2 separate regions of the Mus musculus genome follow, and region 1 is linked to region 2. A link is a contact called in public promoter capture Hi-C data. All regions are on one chromosome and are shown on one strand. Each heading gives the region's core, a stretch centred on a gene start, on an enhancer-like site or on the middle of the called end of the contact. The rest is flanking DNA. Distances are from core to core; before and after follow the strand shown. Region 1 holds the start of Klhdc8a (kelch domain containing 8A). Region 2 holds the start of 4833413N01Rik (a long non-coding RNA gene).

Evidence for each region. Capture Hi-C pulls out chosen DNA fragments and counts their contacts.
Region 1: a contact with region 2 is called in a promoter capture Hi-C map of pancreatic islet. The contact joins the promoter of Klhdc8a here to the promoter of 4833413N01Rik in region 2. A contact is called at or near these places in 5 of 39 promoter capture datasets (the SN4741 cell line, cranial neural crest, hematopoietic stem and progenitor cells and 1 more), 2 of 115 datasets of contacts at active chromatin or transcription factors (embryonic stem cells and pancreatic cancer cells) and 2 of 9 other capture datasets (embryonic stem cells and pancreatic islet).

Annotation. Positions count from the first base shown.
Region 1 is chr1:132,295,881-132,300,667 of GRCm38.p6, forward strand. It overlaps Klhdc8a (kelch domain containing 8A), which reads left to right and starts at 2,746. Exons shown (of 5, transcript NM_144810.5): 1 at 2,746-3,772. The coding sequence starts at 3,397. It overlaps Gm51645 (a long non-coding RNA gene), which reads left to right. Exons shown (of 4, transcript XR_003947998.1): 4 at 940-1,501.
Region 2 is chr1:132,075,629-132,080,598 of GRCm38.p6, forward strand. It overlaps 4833413N01Rik (a long non-coding RNA gene), which reads left to right and starts at 1,899. Exons shown (of 2, transcript XR_878526.3): 1 at 1,899-1,934; 2 at 2,945-4,548.

The DNA.
Region 1 (4,787 bases), core at 1,496-3,995, 220 kb after region 2:
CCTACTTTTCCAAGGCTGAGTCTCTCCACCCCTGTGGTCTGCACAGAGTAAAGCCTATGGATGCAAGCCCTGAGCTGGAACAGGGCCTGTTCAGGGCTGAATGCTGGCATCTCCCTAGGTGAGACACTCAGCAATTAGTGGGATCCCTTTGGGCTCTGGGCGCCTTCCCTTGCTGCAGTTGGACAAAAGACCAGAGGCCTCAGGAGAACAGAAACATCTCAGCCTCCTTACTAATACATAATTTGTTCATTTGTCATTGGGAGTCTTCAACCCTGAGTCCTTGGAATGAGTTGCCAGCTCTAAGTGAGGCACTCTCCGAGTGTCAGACTCCTCTGTGAGACACAGATGCTCACAGATGCCTGGCAGTGTCCCCACAGTGGAAGATTATGAGAGACTGGAGTTGCAAGGGCTGGGCTCTGGGAACTCTGCCCACCCGCTGGGAGGGGTGGGAGAAGTTACTTGCTTGGTTTTGCTGCTTCAGTGAAGGCTCCTAGCAAGTGAGGCTGAAGACAGATAGATCCCAACAAACCCATTTGAGAAGACTGTGGCTTCCATTCATCCCGCTCACCACTAGCTGGAGCTGAGAAACTGAGTCAGCCCCAGGTCAGGGTCCATCCCATATTCCTTCGGGAAAGACAGCTTCCTAAGAAGGTTGTGAGGGATCCGCCAGAGAAGGCTACTCAGACATGGCTTTGAGCTCAGAGAAAGTCTTCACTAGCCAGCGGGCAAGTCCACTTAGTGTTCAGGACCTGAGCATAGTCCTGAGCCTTTTCCAGGGTGAATTTATAAGCACAAAAAACCATATCCCGAGTTGTCGTGCCTCATATAGCAAGAGCTGGAAGCAGAAGTACAGAAGGTAAAATCCAAGGTTAGTACATTTAGGGACTTCCCCAGAACTATGGACTTTGATGGATTAGGTCTTTGTTCTTGTTTTGGCAGGGTGCTGTCTTCCTGCTGGGTTCCAAGGCCTGAATGGAACTTCTATCATGGCCTCAGTTGTGCTAAGGTCTGGGGCCTATTACAAGAACAGGAATGGTAGGTATTGTCTGTGAAACGTCATTAGTTTAGACTACACTCTTAGAATGTGTGAGTTCTTATTGAACAGGGAGAAGAGAACACAGCCTTCTGTGGTTGATCTAGGTGCTGATTTTGCAAATACAAGAATCTAAGCTTTAAAAATAAGTAGAATTGTTAGGTCAAGAGCGCAAGATATTAAGATCGGCCTGTTTTAAGTTAGGGCTGCTATTTCTCCCAGAATTCACAGTCTCAGTGTGAGTGTTGGGAAGAATGTCCCAGGCCCTGGTTCTGTGTTAGAAGGTAAGGTGATAAGCATCACACTTGATAAACAGTCCCTACATCACCTCACTCAGCCTTCACAAACCTTACAACCACGGAACATTACAAAGAAATAAAGGGGAAAAAATCTGATGAAGAGTCATACACTTTTAATCCCAGCATTTAGGAGGCAAAGGCAGGTGGATTTCTGTGAGAGACCCTTCCTCAATAAATGGGAAGCTGGGGGGTGGGGTGGGGAGGAGAATTGGAGGCTATAGCAGGGAGATTGTGAGTTCCAGGCATACTGAGGAAAACAAAGAGGGGGTGAAGGGAGGGAGAGAGAGAGAGAGAGAGAGAGAGAGAGCTATTGATTCTTTCAACAATGATACTCCAGGAGTGAGCTCCATTCCCAGCCCCTTGTACAACGTGGCTGAAATGACAAGGCTTCAGACATGGGCTGTCAGGGGCTGGGGATCATAGAGTCCTCCTACCAGATATCAAAAGGTGACGTGGGAGCCCTGTAATGAAAATATACTCTGTTTATGGCATTGTCCTATAGCTTGGTGGGATTTTAATACTGGGAAAAACCGGATAAAGAATACTCCTTTCTTACAACCACATGTGACTCTATAGTTTATCACAAATAAAAGTTTAGTGCCTAGCGTGTGCACATCTCTGAGATCCATCCCCAACAGTGAGAGGAAATGCATACCAACATATAAGCACGTGAGTATGTGTATGTGTGTGTGTGTGTGCGCGCACACACACACACACACACACACACACTCACTCACAGACTCAGAGTAGAAACTGAAGCTAAGTTTTCCAGAGCAAACATTTGAACAGCAGTCTGTCAGGTTCCCGAGCTTGAGCCTTTCTGAATGGAAGGAAGCCAGAGAGGAGGACCCCGTGGGCTTGGGGAGACACTGCTAGGTGGTCCGGTATATCATGGGTACTTGAATTACTGGGTACTACAGTTCTGAAGGGTCTGTTGCTGGGTGGTTTGAGAGACCATCCACCCAGTCCTGCAGTTGCTGCTAAGGGCCGGGATTTGTTAATCAGGTTTGCACACTACAGATGCACAAGGGTTTGGAAGGTGAGGTCCTCCCAGCTTGTCTATTGGTGTGTTCAGCTGTGGTTTCCCTGTCTGTGACTTTATTTGAGGCTTTGTGGACGTCTCCACTTAGGAGGGAAAGAAGATTCTGTGTGAATTACATGCACACGAGTGAGAATTGTTAGATCGGCAGATCCCTGCCACATCTGTGCCTCCTAACTGGCTTCTGAGGTTAGACCATGTGAGCATACCTCCCCCCAAACAAAGCCAGCCTGTCACGAACTGGGTCTGTGTACTGTAGACAAACCGGGTAATTGGCCTCTCCGCCTCCTCACCCAAAACAAACACTCGCAAACGCCCGCCCCCACGCTGGCAGGATCTGCCTGTCATCTGGGCACCCGGCTCCTGCTCCGGCTGTCTCCGACCCTGTAGACACTGCAGGCCCTGCCCTCGCTCGCCCTGGTCGCCCGGGGCTGACGCACAGGCCACAGCCTCCGCCTCGGGGCGCGTGGGCTCCTGCCCAGGTGTGGAAGCTGCGGGGAGGCGGTGCGGGGAACCCGCGTCCTCCGGCCGGAGCTCGGCTTCTGGCGACCGCTCTCCTGCGCGGGTGACGGCGGCGTGCGGGCTGGGAAGGGCAGGGAGCGCTGTCCTCCGCTCCGCGGCTGCCAGGCGGACCGTGAAAGCTTCGCGCGGCTGTAGGCGCCGCCCGGGAGCTAGTGCTGGGCGAGCGCGGCGCCCACGCGCGGTGGGGTGGGCTCCGAGCTCCGGGGGACCGGGCGGGGGCGGGGCGCATCCTGCAAAGTTGACCAAGGGTGAGCTACCGCCGGCGCCCTGCTGCCCTAGATTCGCCAGGTTCTTTCCGCGGAGCCAGGCGTGGACGTCGCTGCCCCGCTGACACCCAAGGGACCCGGAGAAGCCAGCGGGCGTCGGCAGGGAGCCCGTGCAGCGCGAGATGGAGGCTGAGAGAGGGGACGCGCCGACCGGCGCCGTGTAGCCCGCGGGCCCCGGGGCTGGACCTTGCCCGGACGCTGTGGGGGCGCTCGAGCAGGGCCCTCCCCCGGGCTGCCATGGAAGTGCCCAATGTCAAGGACTTTCAGTGGAAGCGCCTTGCTCCACTGCCTAGCCGCCGGGTCTATTGCTCACTGCTGGAGACTGGGGGGCAGGTCTATGCCATCGGGGGATGTGATGACAATGGCGTCCCTATGGACTGCTTCGAGGTCTACTCCCCCGAGGCCGACCAGTGGACCTCCCTGCCCTCCCTGCCCACAGCCCGGGCCGGGGTAGCGATCACTGCCCTAGGAAAGCGGATTATGGTGATCGGGGGTGTGGGCACCAATCAACTGCCTGTGAAGGTCGTGGAAATGTACAACATCGATGAGGGCAAGTGGAAGAAGAGAAGCGTCTTGCGCGAGGCTGCCATGGGCATTTCTGTCACAGCCAAAGGCAAGTGGGGCCAGGGTTGAGGGTGGGCATTAGGGAAGAAAGTAAAGGGTCACGGGGGACACGGGTGTAAGGCAACATGATTTGGGTGGCCAATACACATTCCCTATAACATTCGAGCCTTACATTAAGCACTAAAACTAGAGACCCACTGCCCTTACTTTACAGATTGGAAAGGGACACTGAGCAGGTGAAATGTCTAGGAATTCCATCTGATGCCAGGAGTCAGCTCCAGCAAGCTGGGCAGGCCACTGCAGAGGGAGAGCCAAGGTGTGAGCCACGGGGTTATCTGCAATGACTCTGCAGACCCTGGCATTCAGCCGAATGACCACATTTGCCCTTGGCCGCCTGTCCCCTCCCCCAAACCTACCTGTGTAGGTCCCTGAGGATGCTCACCCCATCCTTCTACCATTACCAGGCCCCCAAGGAGGCTTTGAGACCTGATCCCAGGATCTTCGTTTACTTCTGACTGCAGTTTCAGACTTACTGAGTGGGGGTCAGAATGTCCCAAAAGCTTGTTTCATGTTGCATTATTATCCAGGTTCTCTTGCTTGCATGTGGTTTTAAAATTCTCACTTTCTCAAAGCCTTCATTTCACTCTTCTTGGGCCTAATACAGTCTGTGATGTCGAGGGGATCCAACTGCAGTTTTGCTAAACACACAAAGTTTTGTGAGAATGGGAGTTAAGAGACCCCAAGTTCATATACAGTTGCCTCCACACCGTAGGCTCGGTGGGGTGACCTTTCGCTTTCCCATCCGTCCCTGTCTCTTTTACTATTATACCCCAGCTGACTGGCTAACACACGGCCAGATCAGAAAACAGCTTTTCTTAAGCATCTGGTTTGCCCCTGGAACAGTCTTAGACCCTGGGAAGGAAGGAAAAGGGTAGAAAATTTGGGCTCTGAGCATGATTGTGGAGAAGCTGGGGCCCAGAACCCCCTCAAGCAGGGTAGACAATAGGGTTTCTGTGACCTGCCTGTCAAGAGGGTGAAAAGCCAGGCCTGGTGCTGAAGGCTTG
Region 2 (4,970 bases), core at 649-3,148:
CACTGCCCTTGTGGCAGCAGTGTGGAGCTTTGGTAGGCTGTGGGGGGGAGGGGTGGTTGGGGTTGGCACAGGGCAGGTGAAATAGCTTGTTTGCCAAGAGCATTACCTTGATAGCTGGGCCACCTTCCCACACATGAGCTCGAATAGAGCAGAGGCAGGTCCTTTGCACAGGTGCGTGCGCAGAGAGCCTCTGTTACAAAACATCCACGTGAGGTCCACGTGCCCAGCCTGCCTGCAAAGGGGAGGGTGTAGTCACCACGGGTGCCAAGGAGGACAGGAGGGGTGGGAAGAGGAGAGATGAGTGGGAAACTACCTTAGAGAAAAGGAAACCACCCTGGAGAGCCTTTGTACGGGACCTGGCGTTTCACTGGTGCTTAGTATGTGCCAGTGTGAAAACCAGCAGCAGCCAGCCCAGCTTGGAGAGTCCAAAGGACTTCTGACATTGTCCCATGTGATCTCCCATTGGAAAGCAGAATTCCACCCCAAGCCCTGCAGTCACAGCCTGAATGTGTCCAGGATTGTGGCCAGAGGGGTCTCATCTGCAGGAATGGAGACCCAGTGTCCTAAAATGGCGAGAGTTGTGACTCCTACAGAGAGAAAATGTCAACAGAAGGCAGCATAGGCGCCAGTCCCCATAAATTCGTTTTGGGGGGGAGGGGATGAAGAAAAAATATATATATATATTCATTCATTAGGGAACAGAAATCCTTTCTCGGATGGGATGTGAGAAGCCAGTCCTTCTAGTTTGTGTTTATCTCCCCCTCCCACTTCTCCCCAACAGGTAACAGAGAATGACTTTGAACTTCTGACCTTCTGGCTTCCACCTCCTGAACACTAGAGTTGCAGGCATGCGCCACCAAACTTGGTGTAAACAATGCTGAGGACTGAACCTAAGGCTTTGTGTGTGCTAGGCTAGCACTCTGCCCTACTACATCCCCAGCAATCTCCAGCAATCCCCCGTGAATTCAACCATACACAAACAGCCCTCCTGGCTTGGCAAAACACAAGCGAGGCCTAGCAGCGAAAATATGTCTGAAGAACTTGCTAGAAATGTAGATGCTAAGTCTTGCTGGGAGAGAAACAAGATGAGACTCAGTGGCAGTGTCTAAGCAGCCTTCAGAGGCTTGGGGGGTGGCTGGGGTTTATAGTCAGTGGTTTGCAGCTATGAGGAGGAAGTTTGCCTCCCATAGACTTCTCAACAGTACCCATTGCTCTTTGAAAACACCAGAGATTCTGATTCTCAGGCAGCTCTCACACCCTGCAGCCGTTCATTTACCGTAGAGTCCTGTATCACCTAACCTCTGAGGGGTGCTCTGATGGCCAGTGACTTCTAAAATGATGCTCTCAGGGCTCCTAACAATGGTCTCTTTTATTCTGGAAAGTCTAGTGTGTAGGTGGTTTTGTCATGGTTATTTTGTTTGGCTTGTTTGTTTGAGCAAGAGGCCTGGATCCCAGTTTTGGGGTTATAGGTGTGTGGGGTTATAAGGTGCTGGGAATGGAATTCAGGGTTTCATGCATACTAGGCCAGTACTGACCAACTGAGCGACATCTCCACCCCTGGGCTTTGGTTTTGTTCATTTGTTTTTGAGATGAGATTTTGTAGTGTAGCCCAGAACTGCCTCAAACTCAAGATCCTCCTGCTTCAGCCTCCAGAGTCGTGGGATTATAGGCATATATCACCATTCCTACCTTTATTCTGGAAATTCTGATGTGGTGATTTGAAGATGCTTGGCCCAGGGAGTGGCACTATTAGGAGGTGCAGCCTTGTTAGAGGGGATGGGCTTTGAGAGACCCTCCTCCTCGCTGCCTGGAAATCAGTCTTCTCCTTGCTGCCTTCTGAACAAGATGTAGAACTCTCAGCTCCTCCTGCTCCATGCCTGCCTGGATGCTGCTGTGCTCCCACCTTGATGATAATGGACTGAACCTCTGAAACTGTAAGCCAGCCACAATTAAATGTTGTCCTTTATAAGAGTTGTCTTGGTGTCTGTTCACAGCAGTAAAACCCTAACTAAGACACCTGACAAGCAAGCTTATTCTGTTCTAAAAACTTGTTCTTGTTTTTTGTTTTGTTTTTCAAGATAGGATTTCTCTGTGTAGCCCTGGATGTCCTGGAAATCATTCTGTATACTAGGCTGGCCCTGAACTTACAGAGATCCACCTGCCTCTGACTCCTACGTGCTGAGATTAAAGGTGTGTGCGACCATCACCCAGTGATCCCAGGGTCTTGTATGTACTTGGCAAGCTCTCTTCCACAGAGTTACACACTTAAGCTTATTTACTTTTTAAAGGAAGTTAAACTTGCATACATTTTAATGTGTAAGTATTAAAAAAAAAAAAAAGCCCAACATTGTGAATTTTGACATGTGGACACATCCCTGTGACCTCTGATCAGATCAAGGTCTAGGATATTTCTAGAGACCACCCAAAAAGCACCAGAACACCTGTTCAATGATGTCTGTGAGAGAGTGTCTGTGTCTGGTTCCTTTTCATTGCCAAGGAATAGCTTCTTCTGTGGACGCACCATGTAGAGCTGATCTCTGAGAGTTCAAGGCCAGCCTGGTCTTCAGAGTGAGGTTCCCTGCCCCCAGTTTGATAGATATTCAGACTATTTTCAAATAGAATCCACAACAAATAGGTTCTTCTGAACACCCATGTTTTGTCTTTTGGTGGGTGGTGGCTCTCATTTTTTTTGACTCTATGCCCAGAAATGGAGTTGCTAGGTCAGAATGCTATGCAGATGCCACCATGCCTTTTCACAGTGGCTGTGCTAGTGGGAAGATTGTCCTGGTTTACTAATGTTCCCACAGCCTTCTCAACATTTGTCCTTTAGGGTCATGTTAATGTTAACTATCCTATTGGGGAACAGTGGTATCTCAGGGCTTTTCATGTTCATCTGCCTTGTGTTCTGTATGGCTCAGTGCCTTCTATGCTTATTATCTCTTAGGAGGTGCTCCTGAATGACTTCTGAAGGACTTTATCTCTGCATGTGAACAACTTCAACTTCTGCACAACTGTCACATCCATGCCATATGCTGTGATATTTCAATACACACATACTGTGTTCCGTATTTTTTTTTTTTTTTGGTCTATTTGTCACAAGCTAAGATCATCTGGGAAGAGGGAACCTCAGCTGAGAAAATCCCTCCACCAGACTGGTCTGCAGGCAAGTCTACGAGACATTTTCTTAACTGATGAAGGTTGTGCGAGGGGACAGTCTATGGGTGATGCCACCCCTGGGCAGGTGGTCCTGGGTCGGATGCAAAAGCAAGCTGAAGGCTGTGCACAGGTATACATATCTTTATCCCAGCATTTAGGAGGCAGCAGCAGGCATCTAGAGGTGAGTTTGAGACCAGCTTGGTCCAAGCCAGCCAAGCAGGCTGAGAAAGCCAAAAGCAGTGTTCTGCATGGCTCTGCTTCAGGTCCCACCTCCACTCTCCTGTGTTGAGCTCCGGTACTAGCTTTTCCTCATGAGGGACTATAAGCTCTCTATTCTGTTCATTTTTTAAAAAAAAATTTTTTTTGATAGATGCTAACAATCTATTCTCTAAATACTATCTCTGAGCTTGTTTAATTCTATTACAAGTATTATATACTACATCACATTCAAATTTCCCTCCAGCACATAAGTCCAGGGCACCAATGTCCTTACCACATGAGCCATCTTGCTGGTCCTGCTCTGTAGTTTTACATTAACTTTTGTTTTTGTATTGCTAGGGATCCATCCTAGGTGACCTACATCACCACTGAATGTCACCACTAGCCCTGGGGGCACAGTTTTGCTCTCCAATTACGTATAAAACCATGGAGTGCCTTTGTCTCTTTTTGTGCATGACCTTTAAAAACTTATTTCTTTATTTTGAGATACATTGTCTCATTTATCTTTGTAGCACTGGCCAGCCAGCCTGGAATTTACTACTATGTAATCCATAGACACCTTGAATTTGTGGCAAGCCTCTTGTCTCTGCCTCCCAAGGGCCAGGATTATAAGAGTGTGGGAGCTCCCACACCCCACTGAAAGATCTGTTTTTATGTCAAGGTCACATTGTTTGGGTTTTACAGTCTTGTAATTTGTTTTGTGATGTTTGGTGTTTGAAAGAGGGTCTTGCTTTATAGCCTCAAACTAACCATCCTCCTATTTCAGCTTCTAAATGCTCCTATTAAAGGTATGTCCTTGGTTGTATGATTTGAAACCAGGCTTGTGATTCCCTCCCCTTTATTTTCTTTGCTAAGGACTGGTTTAGCATCGGGGGGTGGGGGGCTTTGTGGTGTTATATGAATTTTTGGAGTTTCTTTTTTCATATATATGAAGACTATCATTGGTATTTTTATAGAAATTACTTTTGTTTATTTTTTTTAAACAAACCAATTAAAAAACCAGGGTTTTGCATTGTAGCCCTGGGTGGCTTTGAACTCATGAGCCTCCTGTCTCATCCAAGTACTCAGATTACAGTGTGCAGTGCCATGCTGGGATTTTTGCTTAGTTTTTAAATTAGACCATCTGTGTCAGTTGTAGTTTTGTTGCTGTGATAAACATTTAAGAGAACAATCTCAAAGAGAAAGTGTTTTTCTTGGTTCACGGTTTGGGAGGTCTTTGTGATCAGCTGGCTCATGATTTGGATGTGTCTGTCTGTCTGTATGTCTGTCTATCTCTGTCTGCCTGTGGTCAGCTGGATCTGGTGCTCTAAGCCTCTGGTGTGGCTGAGCATCGTGGCTGAAGGTTGTGAGGAGCGAAGCTGCTCCCCTCATCGGAGCAGGAAGTGAGCCATTTTCCACATTTCCAACACTTGCAACTGTCTGTTCAATCTTGAGTCCATCAACTGATTAATACCTTGATAAAGGCAGAGCCCTCGAGATCCAACCACTTCCCCAAGCCCCACCTCTGAACACTGCCTTTAATACATGAACCTTCAGGAAACACATCATAACAATACCAGTCTCTTTGACAGCTACTTAGGATTTAGTTTTTGATA